3 separate regions of the Sus scrofa genome follow, and all the other regions are linked to region 3. A link is a contact called in public HiChIP or PLAC-seq and promoter capture Hi-C data. All regions are on one chromosome and are shown on one strand. Each heading gives the region's core, a stretch centred on a gene start, on an enhancer-like site or on the middle of the called end of the contact. The rest is flanking DNA. Distances are from core to core; before and after follow the strand shown. Region 1 has its middle 28 kb from the start of TMEM92. Region 2 holds the start of TMEM92 (transmembrane protein 92). Region 3 holds the start of COL1A1 (collagen alpha-1(I) chain).

Evidence for each region. Promoter capture Hi-C pulls out the DNA fragments that hold promoters and counts their contacts. HiChIP or PLAC-seq counts read pairs in DNA pulled down with a chosen protein or histone mark.
Region 1: a contact with region 3 is called in an H3K27ac HiChIP or PLAC-seq map of alveolar macrophages. The contact joins the enhancer-like site here to the promoter of COL1A1 in region 3. A contact is called at or near these places in 3 of 5 promoter capture datasets (fetal liver, fetal skeletal muscle and liver), 10 of 47 Hi-C or Micro-C datasets (blood, brain, embryonic fibroblasts and 6 more) and 1 of 2 datasets of contacts at active chromatin or transcription factors (alveolar macrophages).
Region 2: a contact with region 3 is called in a promoter capture Hi-C map of skeletal muscle, with 6 times the contacts expected there. The contact joins the promoter of TMEM92 here to the promoter of COL1A1 in region 3. A contact is called at or near these places in 4 of 5 promoter capture datasets (fetal liver, fetal skeletal muscle, liver and 1 more), 25 of 47 Hi-C or Micro-C datasets (adipocytes, alveolar macrophages, brain and 16 more) and 2 of 2 datasets of contacts at active chromatin or transcription factors (alveolar macrophages and skeletal muscle).

The regions. Positions count from the first base shown.
Region 1 is chr12:26,492,821-26,496,894 of Sscrofa11.1, forward strand. No RefSeq gene overlaps it. Among named protein-coding and RNA genes, the nearest start is that of TMEM92, 28 kb to the left of the region's middle. Within about 2 kb of position 2,736, at least 3 of the 83 cell types and tissues checked have an H3K27ac peak or open chromatin away from gene starts, as enhancers often do. A contact at or near this core is called in alveolar macrophages, where this site is marked.
Region 2 is chr12:26,463,579-26,467,948 of Sscrofa11.1, forward strand. It overlaps TMEM92 (transmembrane protein 92), which reads left to right and starts at 3,035. Exons shown (of 5, transcript XM_003131586.3): 1 at 3,035-3,212. The coding sequence starts at 3,144.
Region 3 is chr12:26,395,667-26,399,834 of Sscrofa11.1, forward strand. It overlaps COL1A1 (collagen alpha-1(I) chain), which reads right to left and starts at 1,514. Exons shown (of 51, transcript XM_021067153.1): 1 at 1,109-1,514. The coding sequence starts at 1,220.

The DNA of each region.
Region 1 (4,074 bases), core at 1,486-3,985, 98 kb after region 3:
AAACTGACTGAAATTAAGTGCAATTTACCGGCTGAGCCTTCCGCTGGAAGTTGCAAGCCATTTATAAATGCCAGAGCTCTGGAGTTCTCCTCCTTGTGCAGTGGTTAGCGAATCCCACCAGGAACCATGAGGTTGTGGGTTCGGTCCCTGCCCTTACTCAGTGGGTTGATGGTCCGGCGTTGCCGAGAGCTGTGGTGCAGGTTGCAGACGCGGCGCGGATCCCGTGTTGCTGTGGCTCTGGCATAGGCCGGTGACTACAGCTCCGATTAGACCCCTAGCCTGGGAACCTCCATACACCGCTGGAGCGGCCCAAGAAATAGCAAAGACAAAAAAAAAAAAAAAAAAAAAAAAAAAAAAAAGAAGAAGAAGAAGAAGAAGGAAAATGAAAAAGAAAAGAAAAGAAAAAAAAGAAAAAATAAATAAATTCCAGAGCTCCAAAACAGTTAATCAGACAGTTTCTGCTTCTTCCAGCTCCATCAAATTCCCAGAATCCTTTCAGCAGGATTATAATTTAAGAATGCCCATTAGAAAATATTCAATTGTGTTAGCTGAGATTTGACCAATAATTTATTCAAAACTTGCTTTAGTTTTCTGCCAACATTTTCTTTTTTTCTTTTTTCTCTTATTTATTTATTTATTTATTTTTGCTTTTTAGGGCTGCACCTGCAGCATATGAAGGTCCCCAGGCTAGGGGTCGAATCGGAGCTATAGCTGCTGGTCTACGCCACAGCCACAGCAATGCCAGATCCAAGCCACATCTGCGACCTATACCACAGCTCTTGGCAAAGCCGGATGCTTAACTCACTGAGCGAAGCCAGGGATCAAACCCGCAACCTCATGGTTCCTAGTCAGATTCGTTTCTGCTGCATCACAATGGGAACTTCCCCGCCAACATTTTCTCAGAATAAAGGATGTTAAGAAATTTGATCAGAGGCCTAAGATCATTTTAGGTTTTGACACAGCAAGAGCAGAACTTTCAACAAGTAAACCGCAAACTTGTCACACTGCACATTTTTTCCATATGCCCAGTCCCCTAGATTTTCTTATAACTGACTCCACCTGCTCCCTCCATAATGACTGTTGGGATGGCAGAGCAGCCATTTTTCACAAAGCGGTTCTACTTCTCAGACCACAGCTGACTGGTTTGGGGCTGGGTAGTGATCCAGTCTGGGCCGTAAGAGCCCTTCCATGAGAATTTTGAATTTGGAGCTCAGTGTCTATAATCTCTAGACTGCTCAAGAAGAAAGCCATTAGAGAGTTCCCATAGTGACTCAGTGGGTTAAGAACCTGACTAGAATCCATGAGGATGCCGGTTTGATCCCTGACCTTGCTCAGTGGGTTAAGGATCCAGCGTTGCCGAGAGCTGTGGTATAGGTTGCAGACGAGGCTTGGATCCTGCTTTGCTGTGGCTGTGGGGTAGGCCAGCAGCTGCAGCTCCAATTGGACCCCTAGCCTGGGAACCTCCATCTGCTGCGGGTGCGGCCCGCAGCAGAAAAAAAGCAAAAGAAAAAAAGCAAAAACAAAGAAACCCCCACACAAAAAAGAAAGCCATTTGAGGAGTACCCTGGTGGTCTAGCGGGTAAAGGATACAACATTGTCACTGCTGTGGCTTGGGTTACTGCTGTCGTGTGGGTTCTACCACTGGCTGTGGCCAAAAACAACCCCAGAAGTCCATTAGATAGAGAGGAGCGACCGGGGCCTCTGTCAGCCACTTTGTGAACTGTCACCCAGTCCAAGCTCATAACTGCTAGCCACACTCCAGGCCAATGAATAAAGCTGTTGGGGCAAGGAAGAGCAACTTTATTAGGAAAGGCAGCAGTCAGAGAAGATGGTAGACTAGTGTCCCCCAAAACCATCTTACCCAAGTTAGAATTCAAGCTGCTTTTATACTAAAGTGGAGCAGGTGTGGCTGGCTGGTGCAAACTTCTTGCTGCCCAGTTCCTTTGTTCTTGCAGCTGTCCACGTAGGACGGGTCACCGTTTGCCTATAAACTACCAGCAAGACAGGAGTTATTATCTATCTATGACTTTTTTCTTTTTCAGTCGTACCCCCAGCATATGGGAGTTCCTTGGCCAGGGATTGAATCTGAGCCACAGCTTCGACCTAGGCCACAGTGACTTATGTATGCCACAGCCATGGCAACCCTGGATTCTTTTGGGGGGGGGGGGCTCCACCCAAGGCATGTGGAGGTTCCCAGGCTAGAGGTGAAATCAGAGCCGTAGCTGCTGGCCTTCACCACAGTCACACCAATGACAGATCCAAGCTGTGTCTGCAGCCTACACCACAGCTCACAACAATGCTGGATCCTTAACCCACTGAGCGAGGCCAGGGATCGAACCTGCATCCTCATGGATGCTAGTCAGATTCCTTTCCAGTAAGGCATGATGGGAAAAACCCTGGATTCTTAACCACTGCGCCAGGCTAGGGATTGAACTGGCGCCACCACAGAGACAAAGCCAGATCCTTAACCTGCTGCACCACAGCAGGAACTCTGAACTTTTTTTTTTTTTTTTTTTTTGGTTGTACCTGCTGCACGCAGAAGTTCCTGGGCCAGGGATTGAACTCACATCACAGCAGCAAACCAAGCTGCTGCAGTGACAATGCCAGATCCTTAACCCACTGAGTCACAAAGGAACTCCTTGTCTGCAACTTTTTATCTCTATATGAATAGAAAAATGTTATACATTTAAAGGTCAGAGCCTTGGGAATGGGCTATTACACATATTTCAAGCTATACGCAACATTCTTTTACAAAGGTGCAGAGCCAGCATGACTCAGCGCAAGGCAGCAGAGCACAAAGGATAGAGCTAAAAGAACAAATCCAAAATGGAGTCAGGTTTGTTCTTCACTGTTACAAAACTGGTTGAATGAGAAAAAAAGCCAGTATTCAGAAGAAAACGGAGACAGGAGACAGAGAATGTGTCCTAATGGCCATGAGATGCCTGGTTCCATTTGTTCCTGAGGTCCAGCACCTTCTCATAGCCTGCCGACTCCACCATTCTTTGGCAACCAATAGCTATACATCCCTAGCTCAAGTTAGTGTGAGTTGATTTATTGTCACTTGCAACCCGAAGAGCCCAGAGTAGCCTGCTAGATCAACCCCTTTACTTCACAGATGAAATAACAGATTCTCTCTCTTTTTTTTTTTTTTTTTTGTCTTTTTGCCATTTCTTGGGCCACTCCCTCGGCATATGGAGGTTCCCAGGCTAGGGGTTGAATCGGAGCTGTAGCCACTGGCCTACACCGCAGCCACAGCAACGTGGGATCTGAGCCACACCTGCGACCTACATCACAGCTCATGGCAACGCCGGATCCTTAACCCACTGAGCAAGGCCAGGGACCGAACCCGCAACCTCATGGTTCCTAGTCGGATTCGTTAACCACTGAGCCACAATGGGAACTCCAAAAAAACAGATTCTGAGTAAAACTATAAGTTCTCTGGGTCTACAAGATTAGTGAGTAGCTTGGCTGGAATTAAACCCAAAGTCTCCTGATCAGAGCTCCCATGTGTGTCTCTAGCTGTAGCTCCCATGTGCATTTCTAACACCTGGCAGAGATTTCCAGTGTCCTCAGTTGGAGGGAAATGCACAGAACAAAGAAGAAAAGCTAAAAATAGACCATCAAACTACAACTGGAGACCTGGGATCTGGAGGGTTGGTACAGGAAATGGAGACAGCGAAGAACAAAGTCAGACTCGGAGGTGAAAACTAAAAGGAAGCCACGCTATTTGTGGCTGAACTCTCGCACGAGGAAGACAGGATCAAAGGAAGCCTTCACCTCCTGCAAAATGCTCATGCAGGATTCAGATTAAACTGAGCTAATAGATCTCCTAGCTGAGGCTAAAGGGAGATCAGAGGCCAGGTGCTGGCTGCCACAAGCCTTCTACCCATCAGAGGTTACCCTTACCTTGAATATAAAATAGGACAGTCCCCCTTAGGTCCTGCAGCTGACAGTGTCCTCTTATTCCTCACCCCACCCCAGACACAGCCGTCCTTCCCATTTCCCATGTGCCAAGCACCCCTGACAAAGTCGTGTGTATGTAGCTGTCCCTAAAGGTTTGGGATGACGGAGAGG
Region 2 (4,370 bases), core at 1,785-4,284, 69 kb after region 3:
TGTGCCAATTTCAGCCGTACAGCAAGGGGACCCAGTCATACACATATGTTTCTTCTCATGTTATCTTCCATCATATTCTATGTTCTAATAGTTTAGAAAGGCACATTCTAATAGTTTAGAATAGAGCTATACAGTAGGCTCTCTTTGTTCCACCATTCCTTTTTTTTTTTTTTTTTTTGGTCTTTTTAGGGCCACACCTGCAGCATATGGAGGTTCCCAGGCTAGGGGTCTCATCCGAGCTGTAGCCGCCAGCCCCACACCACAGACACAGCAGCACCAGATCCGAGCCACGTCTATGACCTACAGCACAGCTCAGGGCAACACCGGAGCCTTAACCCACTGAGTAAGGCCAGGGATCGAAATTGTGTCCTCATGGATGCTGGTCAAATTTGCTTCCTGAGCCATGACGGGGACTCCTGTTTATCCATCTAAATGTAATCATTTGCATCTACTAACCCCAAACTCCCAGTCCATCCCATTCGCTCCTTCTCCCTCTTGGCGGGGTGCTGGTTTTAACAAATAGATACAGGACACCCAGCTAAATTAGAATTTCGGATAGACAACAAATAAATTTTAGTATGTCCCCAATATTGCACAGGACATATTTATCTATACTAAAAAGTTATTGTTTATCCGAAGTTCAAATTTAACCGGGCATCCTGTCTGTGGTCTGGTAACCCTACATCTGTGTCAACTGGATGCCAGAGGAAACAAGGCCACCCTCCTGCCCTCCTCCCGCTCCTCCTCAGGGCACCGATCTGCCTGGTTCCTTCACCTCCTCGGCTTCTCTTGTCTACCCTTCAAAGCTCCTCCATGCCCTTCTCAGCACCCTCATTCCACCTGCTAAGATAAGCTCTTCCCCTAAGCTCACGCATCTTCCTCTGCTCTGAGGGCCAAACTTCTGCAGGGCTCCAGGCCTGGGCAGAGGGGCAGGGTGTTTGGGGGAGACACCTCAAGCCTTGAGTATGGATAGCAAAGGGAAGCAACAATGTCACTAAGGAAGCAGCAGTGTGGGTGCTGCGACGAAAAAGCTCTAGCAGTCTCTGGACTAGGGTCCCCTTGGCAGAAGGGGGGCTTGGTTCAAAGCCAACTGCAGGGGCCAAGGGACGACACCCCCTGCTATTCTTCTCCGAGATCAGTCACCAGGAACTGCCAAAGAGAGGGCATTTTCTGAGGCCAGACCCCAATTCCACTTGGATCAGGAGACTGGAAGATTCTGTCCTTAGGAGCCAAGAGATAATGAGAAACAGAGACAGGGAAAAACAGAGAGACCAGGGAGAGATATACTGCGAGAGAGACCAGGAGGGTTGGAGAGCAAAAGACCCAGAGCCAGGGAGACACAGGACCAAACCAGAGACAAGGGAAATGGAAACAGAAAAACAGATTCCTCCAGTGAGACAGAGATAAGCAAAGAGGAGACACAGAGATGGGAAAACAGGGAACACTAAGGCATGGAGAGAAAGTGCGTAGAGAAAGAAATGGGGAGATATTGAAACAGGAAGACAGAGATGGGGAGACCTGGGGAGAGGTTACACAGAGATAACACGGCGAGAGATGAGAAACAGCGATAAGGAGAAAGCGGTGAGAGAAAACAAAAAAGCCAGAGAGGGCGGCTGTCCCTTCTTACTAGGTTTGAACCAGTTTTCCGTGGTAAAGTCAGAACTGAGGGGCAGCAGGAGACGTCTCATACCTAAGCACCGAGCCTCCCCCGACTTCCCCCAGGTCAGGGAGCAGCACCCCACCCGTCACCCCCGCCCCCCGTTCGCCCCCGCCCCAGGGGTCCCGGCTCCGACTCTCCACCTCCCGCAAGGTCTTCTCCATACGTCCCATCTGTGTTTGGGCGTCTGGCTCTCACCCTCCGCCAATCGCCCACCGAGACGGCTTCCCACCCCACCCTCCAGCCGGGTCCCCCGGGAGGGAGCCCGGGGAGATCCGCCCCAAGTCCCGGGTCCCACGCCGCCGGGCTCCGGGGGAATCGCGAGTTGAACGATGCTGCCACCTGCTGGCCGGATCTGGAAAGCACAGCGTGCCTCGAGGGCTGGGCGCGGCCGCCCCGGGTCGGAATCCCGCGGCTCCTGGCTCAGCCCGTCTCCGCGGGGTCTTTCCAGGAATCTGGATGGGCCTGCTCGCCTGCGCCCCATCTCTCCTGGCTGCCGCTCTGCCCCAGTTTAGGACCCAGGGACTAGTCTCTGAATGCTGGGGTCTTAATTTTCCCTGTAGTCAAACGGAGGAAGTGTACCAACACATCTTCCCAGGATGTGGAGGCGGGGGGGGGGGGGCACGAATGTGCTAGTAATGAGCTCTAGGTTCTCCTTCCCAAGAAATCTGCCAGGCCGCCCCTCCCTCCCTCCTCATAAAAAAAAAAGGACGCCTAGCCCCACCAGGACCTTCGCCTCCCCTCTCTCATCCTCTGCCCCCCAGAAGTCCTTATGGGAAGGGACTTCCAGTGGTCCAGGTCCCTCTGGCCGCGTCCCCCCTCATCTGATAGGTGCGGCCAGTCCCTATTTTTTTTTTTTTTTTTTGTCTTTTTGGGGCCGCACCCGGGGCATCTGGAGGTTCCCAGGCTAGGGGGTCTAATCCGAGCTACAGCTGCCAGCCTATACCACAGCCACAGCAATGCAGAATCCCAGCCTCGTCTGTGACCTACACTAGAGCTAACGGGCAACGCCCAAGCCTTGACCCACTGAGCAAGGCCAGGGATCGAACCTGCAACCTCCTGGTTCCTAGTGGATTGTTTCCACTGCGCCACAACGGGAACTCCCGCCAGTCCCTATCATAAGCCTGGGACCGCTTGGGGGTGGAACAGTTGGGGTTGGGAAGGGGTAGTTCAGCTGTCTTGAACTGATGCCACAATATTGTTCATCAGATAATCCTTTCTACCTCTCAATTCCCCAAGCCGTTCCCAGACGTCTTCCCTCCCCCTCCTCCCTTCCCCCTCCCCCTCCCCTCCTCCTCCCTCCTCCCCTCCCCTCTCCTCACCTCCGCCCCTCCCTTCCTCTTCTGGGTTGGCCTTTCCCCGGGTGCATCAGCTCCGCCCCCAACCCAAGGCAGGGCCCTATAGGTGGAGAGTCGTGGGAGAGGTCACGGCCCCGCCCTCTCCTCTCCTCCCCTCCACACGGAAGCTCAGTGGCCCCCCTGCCAGGATGTCTGACACCTGGGTCCTCGGCCTCGTGCCCACCTTGCTGCTTGCCCTGCCGGCTGGCCTCCAACAGGTGAGCTTTTTGGGAGGTAAGCCGGTTAGATTTGGGGGGGTCCTACCCTTGTGGGTCAGGGGCCCCGCTTCTGGCTCTGGATCACCACCTACTACGGTCAGGATTTCCTCATGACCACACGTATTTAGCAACTTCCTTTCTCTTTTGGCCCGGGAGGTGGAGGTGAGGGCAGTGGAAGGAGGTCCTGAGAAGGCCTGGGTTCCTTCACCTTGTGGGGAGGCAGGGGCGGGGGAGACTGTGTCGTGGGACCTGCGCCGCCTGACACCTAGTGCCTCTCTGAGTGGGGACTTTGATCCTGGCGTCGTTAGTCTCGTTAGTCTTGTCTCGTTCTTGCTCCTTCCTGCTGTGTCAGAAAGCAGTGACTGGGGGCCGGGGCGACAGTGGGGGTGTGTGTGTGTCTAAGGTCTGGACGCCTGGCCAGCCTGTCCCCCCCAGCTCTGTTCTCCTAGTGCTGGGGATGACCTTGGGAAGGCCCTGCCCCTCTCTGGGACTGTTTCTCTCTGCGTGCCCTGGAGGAAAGGAGGCTCCTTTGTCCCTTCCTAGGTGCGGGGCTAGGATTCCAGCCGGTGATAGGATTTGATCCGGCTGCCTGACCCCAGGCTGGGGTGACCTCTGGAATCTGTGATTTCTGAAGTGAGGCAAGGTTTCAGCACCCCTTTATCCCTCCCCTGACTCCAGTAATGGGGGCAGTCTATCCAATTCTGGGGTGGGAGATGATCCTAGAAACTGACATGGGTCTAGAACACGGTTTTTAAATTACTTGTGTCAGAGTCCGAAGGAAGTTGCAGGCCTGCTTCCCACGTTCATGAACTTGTGCTGAGCCGCTCTGCCCCACCCCACCCCAAGCCCTGCTCTTCCTTCTCTATCACCAGGCTGTGGGTTTGTGCCAGCTCTAGGCTGAGCATCCTCTGGTCGATTCCTCCCAACCACTGCAGGGGGCAGGCAGTTGATGCTCCCTGTTCACATGTAAGCAGTTGCCGAAGATTATCCCAACACTTGATAAAACACAGGCTCTGAACCACCTCAGATAAGACCATCCTCTGTTTAAAACAGGATGGTAGGGGGAGGAGTTCCCTGGTGGCTCAGTGGGTTAAGGGTCTGGCATTGTCACTGTTGTGGCTCAGGTTCAATCCCTGGCCCAGGGAACTTCCACATGCT
Region 3 (4,168 bases), core at 264-2,763:
AGGAGGGGCTGGGAGGAGAGATGGGAGGTCCAGGCAGGATTCCGTCTCATTCCCGGGGCAGGTGGGATAGTGTGGGCGGGGCTAGGAGGATGGGGAGGAGCTAACGGGCGTGGGATCCCGCCCAGAGACTTAAAATGTACCAGAGACTTAAAAAGAGCAGGATACGCCCTAACCTCCACTTCCCAGACATCTCTAACAGCCTCTCCCAAGGACAAATCCCGTTTCCCAAAGCCAGCCAGTGCCCGGGGTCACTCCTTAGCCAAAGAACCCAAAAGTCCGCCAAAGAAGTTAGTTAACCAAAGATCCAAAAAGTCCGTAAATGATGTTAATCACGCCCACCGCGGAGCGTCCACCCAGGCGGCCACTAGGTGGCGGGCCACCCTAAGCAATTTCCCCCGACCGGCCACTTCTTTTAGAGACTGGAGCTACCCCGTCCCCAACTTTATTTTCAAAGTCTAGAGGTGGGGTCCACACCAGGCAACAACCCCATTTTCCCGCTTCGACTCCTGCGCGGAGAAGCGCTGGCCAGGGAGGCTCAGTGCCAGTATAGCTCAGCAGAGGGCGCAAGGACCCTGCCCCTCAAAGCCGGCGCCAAAGTTTCTCAGCCTGCAACCCGCCCACTCTCAGCGCCCCCTCCCCCCTCAGCCCAGCACTTCTGTGGCCCCAGGAACACTGTCTAGCCTGCAGAGAGGGCAAACAATCTTTTCTTATGAATCATCCCCTAGCCTTCCCGACCACTTTTACATCTTGGGCTCCAAATTCCCGACTCGGCGCCCCCACCCCATCCTCGACGTACTTTACGCGTACCCGGCGCCCAGAACCAATTTTCCCCGCTGTACTTCACAGTGTGCGCTCGGGACTCCTCCTGAGCCAACTCGCGCCGTGCTGCATCTCCTCCTCCCACTGCTGGGGGGGAGGTCATCTACACCCCCGCCCAGAGTGCGCTCCTTTCTACCCCCCAGGGCGCCGAGGAAGAGCCCTCACCATCTCCCTTTCATCCTTGAGCCTCTGGAGCATCCCGAGTCTCAGCTTACGTCGTGGACCCCCCCAGAACCCAACGCGGGACAAGATACCAAGTAGCCTTGGACCCCAAAAGTTTGAGACTTACTGTCTTCTTCTTGGCCTTGTTGGCCTTCTTCTTGGCCCTCCTCTTGGCCGTGCGTCAGGAGGGCGGTGGCCGCTAAGAGGAGCAGGAGCCGGAGGTCCACAAAGCTGAACATGTCTAGACCCTAGACATGTAGACTCTTTGCGGCTGGGGTGGGGGTTAGCGTCCGCTCATGCGTGGCCTCACACTCCGCGTGCCTCCTGCTCCGACCCCGAGGAGAAACTCCCGTCTGCTCCGACCACTGGCCCGGGCCCCTTTTATACCATCCCGAGGGTGAGCGGGGAGGAACCCTGCCCCTGGGAGAGGGGGAGCCGGCTGCCCGTCCCCCAGCCAATCAGAGTTGCCTGGCCCGGCCCCCAATTTGGGAGTCGGAAGGGAGAGGGGGAGGAGGAGGGAAGGGAAGGGAAAGGAGTCCACCGCACGCCACCCCCCTTCCACAGCTCTGCCTCCCCAGCCCCCCAGCGCAGCCTGGGCCAGAGATGCTGCCGCTGGGGTGCGGCTCGGTCCTCAATATACTGTGGGCTAAAGAGTGGGAAGGGGCGCCTCTTCAGCTTTCTTCCGGGGATGCGCAATCTGGGGGGAACTGGAGTTGGGGAGCTGGGTAGGGAGCCTTCCAAAGATGGAAGAATTGGGGGTGATTGGGAGAGGGTCCTCCTTTACCCGCCCGATATCCTTGGCAACAGCCAGGCGATCGGCCCGAGGAGGCCAGCTATGGACCCCTCTAAAGCAGGAGAACCAGAGAATTTAAAAGATGTGCGTTCTGGGGGGTGTCTTCTGGTGTGGCGGGGGTAGAGAACTTAGGGTTATTTGAGGAACGAGTTAGAGACTCATTGATAGACATTAAGAATCAGATATTTGGGGGTGGGTGCGGATGAGAGGATTTTTATTTTGAGGCTGTCAGTTCTTCTGCCACGTCTCCAAGGTGGACTCAGATGCTCTCCCCCCCGAAGCCCCAGCCTGATTGAGAGAGATGGGGTGGGGAGGCTGAGGCCCTGGGTGAGACATTTGACTACGTGGGCTCTCCAGATGAAAGCTTTGGTGTTGAGTGAAGGCACTGCGGGGTGGGGGCGGGGCATTGCGAGGGTTCTCCCACCCCAGGTGGCAAGGGCTTGAGGTCACTGGCCACTTAGAAAAGAGTCTTGTGTTGGGGTCTGTCATGGCTATGGCCATGGTTAAGTGGGGAGGAGTCTGCTGGAGAGCCCTGGACCAGAGAGAGGGGGGTCCTGGGGGCTGCATAAAGCTCTGTCTCTGTCTGTACCCCGACTCAGGATTGGGGAATTTTGGGTGTTTCTGGGGGAGACTTGCCTTGGGGAGTTCAAAATGGAATTGCAGGTGAGTGTCCTTCTTTTAAAGGATGTTTCCCACTGCTTCCCTTCTTTTCTGGAAACCCCAGGCCTTGCTCTTTGGCCCTGGAGCCAGGAGAGAATCATGTGCACCCCGAAAGGTGGTGGAGACCCCACCAGGCTATATTTGGAGGAGAGGCCCCTAGAAGCTGGTGTCAGCCCTTCTCCAGGTCCCAGCCTCCCAAGAGGGCTCTACCCTAGCCTCCGTCTATCCAGGCCCCTGGTCCTGCCGAAAGCTGAGGGCCCAAGAAAAGGCAAAGAGGGTCCCTTTGCAATGTCAACTCCAATCCTTCTTGCGCAGCTCCCCACCCCCATCACTCCAGAGCTGCAACGTGGAAGCGGGGAGTCCCGCCTCCCCCAAACCATCCAAGATTCCATTGCCTCCCCCCGCCCCTCTCCACGCCCTCCCCCAGCTGGTTTTGTGCAACGAAGGCAAAGGGAAAAAAAGACCAAGAGAACAGAAGGGGAGGGAGCCACGTCGGCTGGCCGGCTGGCCGTGGGCAGCCGGGATGAGCGGGGCGGGTGGGGCCGCAGAGGGAGACTGCAGGGGCTATAATTAAAGAGAAAATATAGAGTTTCCAGAGAGGCAGGGCTGGAGACAGCAATGGAGGGACGGGCCTTCGTCAATTATCCCCACCATGTGGCAGCAACTTGTGGCTCAAGATCTGCCCCCGCCTAGTGCCAGCTACTGCAGGACAGTACTGGGGGCTGAGGTGCTGAGATGGCAGTTCCTGCACCCTCCAGCGAGGGTCAGGGGCAAGGAGCACCCCCTCTCCCCCCCCTACAGGAGACCAGGGACCTGACCCTCAGGGTGGTGGGCACCCCTTTAGAGTGGCAGTCTGGGGCGGAGAGTCACCTGCTTGGGTGAGGGGTGGTGTGACCTGCCCACCTCCCCGCTTGCTGAGTTATTGCAGCCAGGACTCCTGCCTACAGCCCCCTTCCCACATGCTCCCTTTGCAGGCTGTCCTTCCGTCACCTTAAAGGCGTGATTAGGACTCAGAGGTGAGAATCAGGACTTGCTCCATCACTGGGGTTCTGAAGAGTATTTAGGGAACCCTGGGATTGGAAAGTGGGCTTTGTGGGTAGTGAGGGGGTGACAGCCACCGCCCCCCCGCCCGCCCCGCTCCCAGTGTCCAGCTCCATCCCAAGGGGCTCTGGGCAGAAGGTTTCCAAGCATCCTTTACACGTGGCAGAAAGCTGAGGTTCAGGGCTTCCTCTGCCACTTTTTGACTTGAAACGCTTGGCGGGCGCCCAGCCCAGAGATGTGTCTTTAATTTCTGCAGCATGACAGTGAGAGGAAGAATGTACTTGGGGTCTCCTCCCAGCCTGGTTGGGCCTCCTTGGCCAGAACTGAAGGCTTGAGACCGGGGCGGTGGGGGGCGGTGGGGGGGGGAAATGGAGAAAGGAGGGAGGGAGCTGAGGCTGGAGAGGGGAGGAGACGCCACCTCATCTTTAGGAAAGTCTGAAACTCTGGCTTCTGGTGGAATGTAAGACTTTGTCTGGCATTTGGAGTGGGGGGGGCGAAAGCCCAAATCTCCTGTTCCCCCCCCCACCACCACCACCCCCAAGAAATGGTAAAGTCATCAGCACTTAGGGAAAAAAAATTCCTCAAGAAGAAAAACAGAAGGAAGAAAGTGCTGAGCTCTGAGTTTGCTCCTTCTCCAAATTTCCCCAAGTGCCCTCCCTCAACGCGCTTGTGCACCCCCTCCTCCCCCAGCCC